Regions from separate parts of the Mus musculus genome. Here region 2 is linked to region 1. Evidence: chromatin contacts called from public Hi-C data. All regions are on one chromosome and are shown on one strand. Each heading gives the region's core, a stretch centred on a gene start, on an enhancer-like site or on the middle of the called end of the contact. The rest is flanking DNA. Distances are from core to core; before and after follow the strand shown.

Region 1 (6,396 bases), core at 2,314-4,813:
AATGCATGGAGGGCTTTTAATGGAGGGTTTTGTTTTTGTTTTGTTTTGTTTTGTTTTTTAAGACAGAGCCTCTCTAGGTAGCCCTGGCTGCCCTGAAACTTGCTATGTAGACTAAGCTGGCTTGTGAACTCACAGAGATTTACCTGCCTCTGCCTCCTAAGTGCTGAGTTAAAAGGTGTGTACAACCACACTTAACTTGGTGGAGGTTTTTATTGCTCCATCCTTTTTAGCCTGGGATGAGGCGGCAGTGGGGTCATCTTTCTCCCTACACTTGGTCCTAGCTTTGTACCTTCTTTCCACGATAAATTCCCTCTGGTGAAGTCTCCAAAGGCCCAAATGATCTACCAGGAGGCTGTCCCTTTGCAAAAGCCACGTATTCAGGACTCTGGGACCTCTCTGCAGCCTTGGAAATGAGAGATGTGTGTGCTTTTTTTCTTGCATAGCAAGAGACCTGCCCATCTGCCTCTGCCCCTGGTGACCTAGGATGAGTTTGGTCTTTCCGTGGGGGAAGAACACCTTTGGACTGCATTCTATCTATTTTGAAATACTGACCTTTGACTCTGAGGTTTCCCCTAAGGGAATTTTTAATGTGTGGAACTTGACTCTGTAAAATCCTGTGTATCTGTGTTGCTCTCATATGTTCTGTCTTACTGTTCCATAAAAGGATAAGAACCCCAAGTCTAAAGCATAGCCAGTTTGAGCTGGGCATGGCAGCCTGTAATTCCAGCACTTGGGACAGTTCAATGTCAGTCTCAGCCACAAGACAGGCTCCTGTCTCAAAAAAAAAAAAAAGTCTTCATTTTCCCGAATTCCAGCTATAAATCGAGCAACAAAACAAGATCATACAACTTCCTTGCTGCAGTTCAGCTTCTGAGGAATCCTCCTGATACACCTCAGCTAAATCCACCTACAGAACAGGAGTTTTGCCCATTGTTCGAGAACAAATACAAAAGCCACTGTGTACAGGAAAAGATGCTCCACGCCATCATGGAGAAAGGCGAGTTAAAGCCTCAATATGAGACCGGTCCCTCAGTGCCGCAGCGGCAATGTTCCACCCTTACAGGGTCAAGCTCCATTTTAAAAGCCTGGTGATGCTGAGTACTGAGAATGAGTGGACTCATGCTTTACAGGGGGCGGAGTCGTGGATAAAAATGGGAGTACAAAGAGATGTGGCCACTTAAGATTGCACTTTGACATTCACATGTAATTATGCATATAATTATACATTATCTATGGTTAAATACACATAAGCATATACTCATATCCATAAATATATACAATCAACAATACATTTCTCCTACATCCTGACATTAATTCTATTCCCTGGTATGTATGTGAGAAAACCATTTGACTACACAATGGTTATTTATAGGTGCTTGGACCAGAACAGGCCCCCCCCCCCAGACTAGAAACAACAAAAATGCACACTAAATTCGAGGAATAAACTAGTTGTGCATAGCCATACAGTGACAGCCATCAACAGGAAGTAACTATTGATAAGCTCAACAGGAATGAGTCACGAACGCATTACACTAAGTGAAAACCCAGGCACAAAGGCTGCACATCCTGCGGTTCCCTACATATGGTGCTCCTGAGAAAACAAAGCTGAGGGGACTGAACTCTCACCCAGCTGCCAGGAGTGGTGGGAAGAGGGAGGGAACAGGGCTAGGTAGAAGGCTCAGGGAACTTCTACAAATAAAACTAGTTATGCATCTTGATTGTGATGGTTGTTGCGCAACTGGATACATTTGTTAAAACTCATCAGACTGCCGTACTTAAAAATATTTGCTTGTGGCAACTATTCGTAAATAAAGCTGGTTATGGAAAACTAGCTGCAGCACATGACTTTTCTTTGTATATCGGATACAGCAAAGGGGGGGACATATCTATAAGCATAAAGGACCTCAGACTTAGGGTTCATGCACATTGTTTCATGATTTATTTTATATACAGAATTCAGTATTGCCTAATTCCCTATCCCCACAGCCATCCTCTCAGTTCACTGATGCTGTTTTTACCCTTCCCTCCATCAGAATGTGGAGCCAGGGCATGTCAGAGTATTATTACAGAGTCCAAATAAAGAGCTGGCTTTATTCTAGGTCTCTGGAAGCCACTGTCATGTTTAGTTTAGCGGACAGGGCAGGGAGAAAGACATCTGAAACAGACTGAAATAGAATCAAGGCAATGTAGAGAATTCTGTTTCAGAGACACTTCGGCAGCTTTAGGCAGGGACCAGATGTGAGATTATGAAAGAGAACAGTGTTCAAAGAACACCCCTGGTCAAAGCCTTAAGACAGAACCTACTGAGCACAGGATATCCGGCTTTTCACGATCTCCTTCCAGTCTATTCATCGCCTACTGCAGCTTCCCAATGAATGCAAAGTTCCTTAAGCACAAGGTTTATAGGCCCTATACACTGTTGCTATTTGTCAGCAGGTATTGAGTCTGTAACAGTTAATTGTCTGCTCACCCACTGAAGGATGTTTATGCTATCTCTGTGTCTTTAAGTATTGCAAGCAAGGCTGATTTAAACATCCTTGTACGGGTCTGTGATGAATAAGCCCTTTCCTTTCTCTTGGGTCAATACCAGGGAGTGGAAACTCAGGGAGCCAAGGTTATAAAGTACTAGTGTATGCAACGACACAGAAGAGTCTCAATAGAATTCTGATGAGTGAAGAAAGCCAGATCCTCCCCCTTAATGACAATACATATGAAATAATTATATTTATATAAAACTCCAGAAAAAGCAAGAGCTCTATAGTAAGTAAGTGGGCACTTACAGGACTAAACGGTAGGGAATGAGGCAAACATTATAGAAAGAGAGAGAACTTTGAGGGTGTGGCTATGTTCCTCATGTTACTATCTGTGATTGTTTCTCTGTTGTATGCATACCAAACACATGAAAGTGTACATTTGAATCGTGCAGCTTATAGTATGGCAAGTGTACCTCAAACTGTTAAAAAAAATTGCTGATTGAGTAAGCAGCAGCAGGCTTTCAGCAAAAATATACAGAATGATGCCAAGTTTTCACAACGGGTTAAAGCAATCCAGCATTAAATAAATGTTAGTGGAATTACCGTGGAGTGAATAAATAGCAGCTATTCAACGTGTTTTGAATGAATTAAAGAATTTGATAAGTATTTATTTTATGCTTATTATATACTGGGCAGTGTTCTAGGATCTCTGCCCTCAAACAGCTTTAGTTTTAGAGCAGTGGATGAAAGCAGCGTTGTTACACACGCGTGAAGGGTATGTGGCAAAGCATTTTAATATAGTCCCCCTCCTCCAAAGAGTGACCTAGAAGACAGCTAAAGACAGACTGTCTAGAAGATGAAAAGAAGTATTGAGATGCTGAAGAGAACGAACTTTGTGGAAAGAGAAATAAATCCACACCCCGAGCGTCAGGACGGCGTGCGCACGCGCAGAAACCGCTAGGCGGCGTCGGTTTCCCTTCTCACACGCGGACCTCGAAGTGGGCAGCCGTGGCCGGAGCGCCTGCGTCTGCGCAGAGCTAAGCCGGCCGGCGAAGGGGCGGGGCGTGGTGCGACGGGGCGTGGCCCAGAGGGCGGGGCTTTAGGTGATTCCCAAGCCACGGCTCAGGCCGTGCGGGGAAACCGAAAGTGGGCGGCGGCCGCCCTGGCGGAGGGAGCGGAGGGAGCCGGGCCCAGAGGCGCGGGCTTGGGCCGCGGGTCCCCGGGACGAGGTGAGCTCGGTCGGGGCGCGACAGGTGCGGGCGACGCGGGGCGGGCTGCGGGACGGCAGGGCACGGGCAGGACAGCGGCTGGGCGCGGCGCCTCAGGCCCGGGCCTGGTCCCCGCCGTGGCGGGGTTCCAGAGCGTCGTGCGTGACGCCCCGGGACGTCCACCCAGCCGGTCGCGGTGCAGCAGGAGCTGCAGAGGGGGGCGTGGGAGGCGCGCAGCTCTGAGCAGGAAGTAGCTCCCGGTCAGGAGCAACCGGCCTCGGCCGCCCGTGCTGGGCAGCGGTACCCGAGCTCTGCGCAGTTGTGCCAGCCCCGCGGGCCACACTGCGGCGGCCTCCGCCCTCGAGACCGGCCGGTGCAGGCCGCGCACATCACACAGGACCTACACGTAGCCGTTCCTGTCAACCGTGAGCGCTGGGGAGGAAACAAGCATTCACGGAGAAGTTGTCTTGGAAGTCAAGTGGGAGCTGACAGCCTTTCTGCTCCTGTCCGCTTGAGGGTACATTTCTGTCAATATCCAGGGCTACCACTACCCAGTCATCTTGGGGAGCAGGGAAGAGAGGTGTGTATAGATGTTAAAGCCCAACCCCAAAGGATTCTGATACCAACACCACAAACTAACCGAGAAAACCACGATTCGTGTTGGTGGTGCCCACCTATGCTCTGCAGGTGGACGTTTGCAGAGAAGTGTTCTTGGAACTAGAAACGCCTTTAGTGGCAGAAGTGTAATTTAGAACTAAATCCCTGTCTCTTCCCGACCTCCATGATGTGGATGAAAATGTGGCATTCTACAGTGCGGCCTTTGCAGATAATGTATTGGAATCTGAGCTTCTAAAGCTTAAATGTAAGGTCGGGAATCAATTGCACCTCTGGTCTCTAAGTCTGCTCAAGAACCGAATGGGAATAGCTAACTGACCCTTTGAAGTGTTCTCAAGACAAGATAAGTCTTTGGCTCATAATAATAATCTTCTAAAGAGGCTTTCTATTTACCCAAACTGCCCATATTTTACAGGTTGGGATTTCAAGGTTTTTGATGACAGGGACACGCAAATTTTTAGGATAAGTTAGCATATAGTGTAGACTCAGCTGACGTAGGCGAGCTTCAGTTACATGCAAAGGACTGTGCTGGCCATAGAGCCCGCAGCTCCTCAGCCCTTCTCTTTGGTAGATTTTCTCTTTGCTAAGACAGTGAGGCAGCACTTGGCAGTGCCTTAAGATTTTAGTCCCTGTGGATTGAAAGTGGAATGTAATCCCTGCTAATACCCTTTTAAATGCGCCACATGAGACTGGCTGGGTGAGCTATTGTGTTGCATCTGGAGTTTAAAGCTCCTAGAAGGATCGCTCTTTTTAAGTTTTCTAATATTTGTTGGGTGTTTAATAGAAATGTAAAGAAAATGCACTTTATAACTCAATTCTGGGTGCCTGTTTTATGTTTGATGAAGTATAAATAGCAAAAATTAAGCTTTGATGTAGAGGAAAATATCTGGATGCTTTCATGAGTCAGGAGTTTATCGTTGCTTGGAGTGAGTTTGACTTTCTTATTTCTATGAATTTGCTTTTTCTTTGTGCCAAACTTGCTGTTTCTTCTCTTCATCCCGTCTCTGTTCTTCATTGTTTCCAAAGTTCCCCCATGAGGCCAAAGATGTCTTTTCAAACAAACAAAAAGTTGGGTTTTTTGTTGTTGTTGTTGTTTTGTTTTTTTGTTTTTTTAGTTGAAGTATGTGTCAGTCAGATAACCCAGTGTGATTTCCAGTCAGACGTAGTATTTCAGTCTGTGCAGCTTTGTCATGAGCAAGCAAACCTATAATGCCCATGAGAACTTTGAAGCTCATTACCTCTTCAAAGGATTAGAAGAAAGCAGAGAATCAGTGTGTAGTGAGAAATTTGGTTTCTCTGGGAAAAAAACAACAACAACAAAAAAACCCAACCAAACAAAAAAACCCAACCAACACCCTCCCCCCATCCACAGAAATATTATAGGAATATGTTTTTGTTTTAATCCCAGGTGTGGCATGGGGGACTGCTTTAGATTGTCAGCAGCAGCTCAGTTGTCTCATGCTCTAGCAGGGGTGTGATTTTGCCAGCTGTGGATAGTTTCTGCAAACATGTGACATTTGGAATTCTGGGGACTCTTGAAAGGGTATATAACTGTTAGAACCTGGAGGTAGGCAGGCATGGTTGCAGCGGCTGCTGTGGCTACTGCTCCTCTTCCTCCTCCCATCCCTGCTACTCCTCCTCTCCCCCTCCTCCTCCTGCTCCTCCTCTTCCTGCTCCTTCTTTCTCCTCCTGCTGCTGGTTGCTACTACTGGTTGGTGGTGGTTGTTGTTGCTCTTTGTTGCAGTTTGTCAAGTGGTCCTGTGCAGAGACCAGAAGAAGACATTGGATATCCTGACAGCAAAGATTAACGCCCCAATCAGCAAGAAGTCTAATGACATCACCACCCCCTTTCCCCTCTAGCCTTCTTCCTCTCCTACCTATTGTTGGGGAGTTGGGAGGGTGGAATAGGGGTGGAGAAGGGTGGAAGGAAAAGAAACCCACATAGTAGTAGACGTGCAGCTACACCAGTGGCTCTTCCCTTATTCATTATCCTGCACATAAAAAAGGAGACCAAAATGAATTGCTCAAAGAGGCAAGGGTGCTCAGTAGTTAGAGGTAGGGTTGAGACCCAGATCCCTGACCAAATCATCATGCTATGT
Region 2 (6,396 bases), core at 2,619-5,118, 120 kb after region 1:
TCAGTAAGTGGGTGGTATGTGGGAATTACTGCAGACCAGTGGCATAGGAGAGGGGAGGGATGACAGAGGTGAGCTGGGAGTGGTATACTGTAGGGAGAAAGGCAGGTTGGCCCCAGAGACCCAGTGGGTTCTGTGTCTTCAGTAAAGGAGGAGGCAGTGGAGGAAATACTGTTTTCCGTTTGGGACCCATACCATCTGAGTTTCCATGGGCCACCCAGATGGAAGTAGCCATGCATGATAGCCTAGCTTTCTATAGGAGGTCTCACCTGGACATGGTCAGAGAGGCCAGGCCTCAGGAAGAACACAAGGCAAGCAGAGTCTGGGTTCAGGAATGGAGTGAGGCAGGCCTAGCATGGGGCCCATCAGCCAGTCACATGTGGGCAAAGGAACAAAGGACTGTGAGAAGCCAGGCAGACTGACTGTAAGAGAGCCAAGAAGGCAGAAAGGGTTTCAGGCTGCCCGAGACCGCAGAGCTGAAGCCCAGGCCAGACAAAGCTGCACCCAGTCTGCCAGCCTCTCGGGGTGCTATGCGTGGCTCTCGGTGGCATGGAGGTGGGAGGAGGGGCTTTCCTCTGTGAGCAGCGCTGCTGGGCAGTGATTTAAACTGTGGACGGGTGATCGTGGGTGGTGGCAGTGAAAGCCAGGTCACAGGGACCCGAGGAGAGATCAGACAGAGCAGGCAGGTAGCCTCTTAGTCCAGACAGCCCTTTCCTCAACAGAAAGAAACTGTGAAGGACAAAGGTGGCAGGATCCAGAGAATGGTTGTCACTCTTAAGCAGCAGTGAAGGGACAACTGGTCACAACAGGAACCCAGCCATGCCTCTCAGAAGCCAGGTTTGCCTCACAAGGCTCAGTGGGTCATGGAAGATGCCAACAGAGCCATACCAGATCCTTCAGTGTGCCTGTTATACTTCAACCACCTACCTTCCCCATCATGTCCCTTGACTTCTGGTTAATCTGTGCAACTGAGAGAGTAGATACCTTGCCCTGCCAGTCTCTATTTACTCTCCAGGAGCTGTATTTATCTGGGGCCTCCTCCGAGTCCCTGCATAACAACATTATCCTCATTAGGGCATGCGGGATTAGTAAATGACCACTGTCAGAGCAGGCTCCTGCCCCAGCATGAGCCACAGCAGAGCAGCCCTCAGCTGAGCTGAGCGTCTGCAGCCACTCTTGAAAACATTTTCCTTGTTGTTCTTGGCAGACTGTTAGGATCTGTCTAAGATCCCAGGCCCCTGCGATGGCGGGGAAGGATCGGGAGGCTGTGTGTCCACCCGAGTTAACTGACTGTCCTTCAGTGCCTATCATTCCGCTTCAGCCATTACAAGGTGGCAGTGGAACATTTGCTAAGTGACAAATGTGTCCCAGGTGCTGTGTAAGCAGCTCTCTACCATAGCACTGGATTTGTTGACCGTGACAAATCCTATGAAGTAAATTCTATTATTGTCCCCATTTTACACCAAGACACCAGCTGTCCCTAGTGCTGGGAGAGAGTCAAGGGGCTGAGATGATGCCAGGCTTTTGGCCTTGGGTAAAAAAGCAGAACCAGGCAGTTGGAAGCAAGCTGTCCTGGATCGACAGAGGCATTGGTGTGGTCAGCCCACCAGAAGGCGACAGTTTGCCCAGGAAGGGATAGATAGACTCTAAAGCCCAGAGAGAGAGGTGAGGGGTCTGCAGGCTGCCTCTGGTCTCCATGTTCTCTCCATAAGATGTTTCCACGAACCAAGTCTTCACTAGGTCCCTCACATACGGTCCCAGTTACCCAGCTTTCCTACCCACTGTGTACCCAGCTGTGGACTTGGTGCTCATGAAAACAAAATTAAGGTGCTGAGGAAACCACTCTGTCCTCACGGAGCAGCGCTACACAGGCCAGTGAGACATGGAATGAGTGAGTAAGAGTGCCACTGTGAGTGGGACAGGAAGAGGGCAAGAGAGGCGCTTGGATTAAATGATAGGGTCACAGGAAATAGACATGGAAGACAAAGTCAAACAAGTGAGGGTGATCTAGGGACAGCATGTTAGGGGAGAGGAAGCTTCAGGTGGGACATTCCGGCACAGTGAGAGCTTCCATCCAGGTCAGGAAGGTGCTTACATAGGAGCCTCAGTACCTGGAGATGTCAGGAGCCTGTCGGAAGCCACAGAACATGCGATGCACTGACCAAGAGGTCACACAAGAGAGGTACATGGTTGACAGTCCACGCACTAACTCATTGAGTTGATATACATTATGGAACACCCATCTGCTAGGACTAATGGATTCCATTCTCTGCCTTTAGGGGCCCAAGAGTAGGACAGGTCAGAAATATGTGACTTCTGAAATGTGAGTTCTGCAATGCAGAGCAGACTCTGGCAATGCAAAGGTCTTGACCTGTGGCCTATGTATGACTTTAGCTTACCGGACGTTGGGAGCCAGCTTCAAACTCTTGAGATTAGCAACGTCTCCTAGACTCACTCAAGGATTTTGTCCCAGCTGGGTTTTAGAGACCCTTGCATTAGGACAGGAATGAGGGAAGGAGACCCACCCTTCCCACCCTTTGCAGGGAGCACCCACCTCCCAAAGACAATGGGCCAGGCCTTAATGGGCTGCCCTCAGGTCGTTGGTGGCTTCCATGTCTCTAAGCACCCATGCTCTGATTCTGAGACTGTCAAGGAATGTGCCTCGCCTTGGAACAGTTTGCCAGCTCCCGGGTTCCGGGCCAGAGCCAGCTTCAGTGCCAGTACCTAGGATGTGAGAACACAGCTCTCAGCCCCCACTCCACCCAGGGTGGCGCGAGCCCCCAACAGCTGGAGAAGCCGAGGGTGTGTACACTGATCACACTGCATTCTGAGTGGACTCACAAACGGAAGGAGCCCTGCCAAGACAGAGAGAGGAAACTGAACTCAATGTTCTTTTTTAAGAGTTCAAAAATAGTCCTTTTCGAGTTTTGAGGAAGATCTACAAAAAAAAAAAAAAGGGGGGGGGGCGGAAAGGAGAAAAAAAAGTCAAGTTCCTTGGTGCTAACAATCGGCTGAGACCTACAAAGAAGGAAGCAACAGAAGACATCAGGGTTTCCTTTGCATCGAACGCTCCTGGGGGCACAAAAACAAGCCAGAGAGAAAGCCACGCTGTGTTCCTAGGGCCACTAGGCTAGTAATGACGATTTTGAGCCAGGCTCTCCCCGCCCCCACTTTTCCTTCCTTTCAGGAACCCAAATTTCCTATGATCTGCCAAGTGGTGCCCTTCCTTCTTCAGCCCGCTATCAGCACGTAAAAACCATCTCTCCAAATATGCTCTTAGTCCCAGAATTCTCCAGGTGAGGGGCTCTTTTAGACATTAGAGCTCTTGGTGGTCCAGTAGACACAGTACTTTTTGCCTTCTATACTAGGAGCATCTCTGCGGAGTCACCTATCAAACCATGTCCCCGGTAGGTGTGGGAGGGTGGTTGACAGTCCCCAGAATGCTTATTCTAGAACTCAGAAGAAGGCTAAAAATGTAAGAATCGCTGAGCCACTGCCAAGTCCCTCGGGAAGGTGAGAGTTAGGCGTTCAAGCACACACTGTTTTGTGGATTCGAAACCCAGGGATCCCAAAGAGGAAATGACCTCTACAAGGTCACCAAAAAAAGTAGTAACAACCCACGCCTCTTTGCTCCTAGTCCCCTCACACACTTCTGTGCCTCTGTCTAATCCCTTCACAGGATGCTGGAGCCCAAGCACCAACTATATTTTGCACTCTTATTTATTTATTCCCTGACCTCTCTGTGTGTGCTCTCAGTCAAAAACAGACATAAAAAAAAAAGTAGTATATTTCATATGATCCCAACCTAGGCAAACCTGAGCTCTGCTGTGGGGGTGGGGTAGGCAGGAGCACCTCCCTGGAAGATTGCCTTGAGGAGGAGCTATGACTCACCTGCTGACTCAGCCCCCGCTGCTCCCTCAGCCCACAGGGACAAAGCCTAAATTAAAACCTCGAGAGCTGGAAAGGCAACAGCTGCCTCTCTCTCTCTCTCTCTCTCTCTCTCTCTCTCTCTCTCTCTCTCTCTCTCTCTCTCTCTCCCCAGCCCTCCACGGTGATGAGCCGGCGAGGCTAATTTTAGCTGAGAAGATTCCTAGGGGAGAGAAGCAGAAGGGACTTTGAGATCATCTCGTCTTCTGGTTCTCAGTTTCCATTGGGGCACCAAAATCACCTCAAGGAACCAGGCATAGTTGGGCATGGCTGTAATCCCAACACTTGAGAGGTTGAGGCAGGAGAATCGTGAGTTCAAAGTCAGCCTGGGCTATATAGCAACACACAGAGAGAGAGAGAGAGAGAGAGAGAGAGAGAGAGAGAGAGAGAGAGAGAGAGAGAGAGAGAGGAGGAGAGAAGAGAGAAGAAAAAAGCAATCCAAAGAAGTTGTAACCCTCAGTCCGTAACAGTGACACTGTTTTAGAGCCCTCCAGATGGTCTGCATATGTAGCTGTGATTGGGGTCTTAAATCACGCTGGCTGGACACAGGAGGTCAGACAGAGGATGGCACAGAGGAGGACATAGTGAGGACCAGAACTTGAACTCCTATGTCTTCTTTAATGCCTGTCCTATTATCCCTCTACCTAAAAAACTTATCTACTGAAATGGAAATTAGAAAGCAAATCACCAACTATTTACCAAATGCCTACTATAGTCCAGGGGAGATTGAAGAGTAGTAATATCCCCCCCTGACCTCTGGAAGCCCACAGCCCAGCAGAGAAAGCATAAAAAAAAAGGTGTCCTGGCACCACCTTCGTACTGAGGTTCACTGTGGCATAGAAAGAATACTGGGAGCTGGGCGTGGTGGTGCACGCCTTTAATCCCGGCACTCGGGAGGCAGAGGCAGGCGGATTTCTAAATTCGAGGCCAGCCTGGTCTACAGAGTGAGTTCCAGGACAGCCAGGGCAATCCAGAGAAACCCTGTCTTGAAAAAAACAACAACAAAAACAAACAAACAAACAAAAAGAATACTGGGTACTGAGAGAAAGGGGGAGGAATCTAAGAAGGCTCCCTAGAGGAGAAAGAGTTGCATCAAATCTTGACGTTGTAGAGATAGGATGGTTAAACAAAATATAGATTATCCAGTTGAGTTTGAGTTTTAAATAAACAGGCTTTGTAATGTCAGCTCTTTAGGAGGCTGAGCCAGGAACATCAAAGTTCAAAGGCAGCCTTGGCTACATAAAGGCAGCCTGGGCAATAGAGTGAGATCTTATCTGAAAATAAAATGTAAAAAGAGGGTTGGGAATATATCTCAGCATTAGAGCCCTTGCCAAGCATGGTATAAGCTCCCAGGCTCAATTTCAAGACCTGGAAAAAGGCCCACAAGTTTGGAATCATTTATCTCAAATATTGAACAGGGCATATTTATGCTAAGGAATTATCATGGACCCAAAGGTCTTTTCTGGCCCAGCGTATGTCCTACTGGGAGGGGGGGGTCATCCTTGTTGTCCCACCACCTGTCCAACCCAACCTGTTCCTCTCCCCGTCTCTCCCAACCTCCAACTCCACTGGTGTGCGTCTGTGCTTCACCACCCACCATCTGCACCGCCTGCAACCTTCTTCCTGCCTTCCTTTGACTTGGCCAACGATCGATCGATCGATCATCCTTCCCTTCCCAAGCCCCCTGCTGTGCTTTTCCAGGATGTTCTTTCAGACACTTGACCCCCTCCTGAGCTTATTAGGGCTTTAACGATTGGCCCTTGCTCAGCTCTGCTTGGATTGGCCCTTGCTCAGCTCTGCTTGCGCCCACTAGGTCGTAAACTACATGGGCAGACCTCCTGCCTTTCATAGTTCAGTTCCTCTGAGCTGGCACACAGTGAATGTGCTCAGCAAATGCCAAAGAAATGAATGAGCGAAAGAATTAGCGTGTAGTCATGAAGCTGTGTTGGCATCTCCAGAAAGATCTTTCTGGCTGTTCTATGCTGAGTGTTGGGAAGTAGACAGCAGGAAGAAACTAAAGTCATGGTAACACGGCTCTGTTAATGCAGATGTCTCTCCAGGAACAATGGGGCAATGGCCTGATGGGTTCCACCCTAAGTTGGAAATCTCATAAATCAAGATGCACTTACTGCCTGGCTGAACACAACAGCACTCCTGACTGAGGGTGCCGCCATGTTGGTTTTTTTTTCTCCTGGTGATGGTAGATTGACTGAGCTCAGGTTCACTGACCTGATCTAGAATCTTGGGTATCTTATCAGATGCCTCCAGCCTAGAAAAGATAAAGATGTAAGTCACAATGCAGCTCCTACTGACGTGTAACACTTTCGATAACATCACAAGACTGAAAGATTATAATGGGACCATTGTAAGGTGACGGCAGTGAGAAAAGAACAGATTTTCAACCAGGGCAGAGGTACTGACAAGGGAGATGGGACAACCTGAGAGACCTCAGGAGGTCAAAAGGGTCTGAGG

What was found. Hi-C and Micro-C count contacts between places; a contact is called where the count stands out from the background.
Region 2: a contact with region 1 is called in a Hi-C map of muscle stem cells, with 2.3 times the contacts expected there. The contact joins the enhancer-like site here to the promoter of Tdrd7 in region 1. A contact is called at or near these places in 9 of 39 promoter capture datasets (the 3T3-L1 cell line, 3T3-L1-derived adipocytes, the HPC-7 cell line and 6 more), 3 of 484 Hi-C or Micro-C datasets (cortical neurons, muscle stem cells and peritoneal macrophages), 3 of 115 datasets of contacts at active chromatin or transcription factors (T-cell acute lymphoblastic leukemia, bone marrow-derived macrophages and pancreatic cancer cells) and 3 of 9 other capture datasets (adipose tissue, liver and macrophages).

Annotation. Positions count from the first base shown.
Region 1 is chr4:45,968,734-45,975,129 of GRCm38.p6, forward strand. It overlaps Tdrd7 (tudor domain containing 7), which reads left to right and starts at 3,564. Exons shown (of 17, transcript NM_146142.2): 1 at 3,564-3,703.
Region 2 is chr4:46,084,138-46,090,533 of GRCm38.p6, forward strand. The region is part of intron 4 of Tmod1 (tropomodulin 1); the gene reads left to right. Among named protein-coding and RNA genes, the nearest start is that of Gm52729, 10 kb to the left of the region's middle. Within about 2 kb of position 3,869, at least 80 of the 459 cell types and tissues checked have an H3K27ac peak or open chromatin away from gene starts, as enhancers often do. A contact at or near this core is called in adipose tissue, bone marrow-derived macrophages, cortical neurons and 4 more, where this site is marked.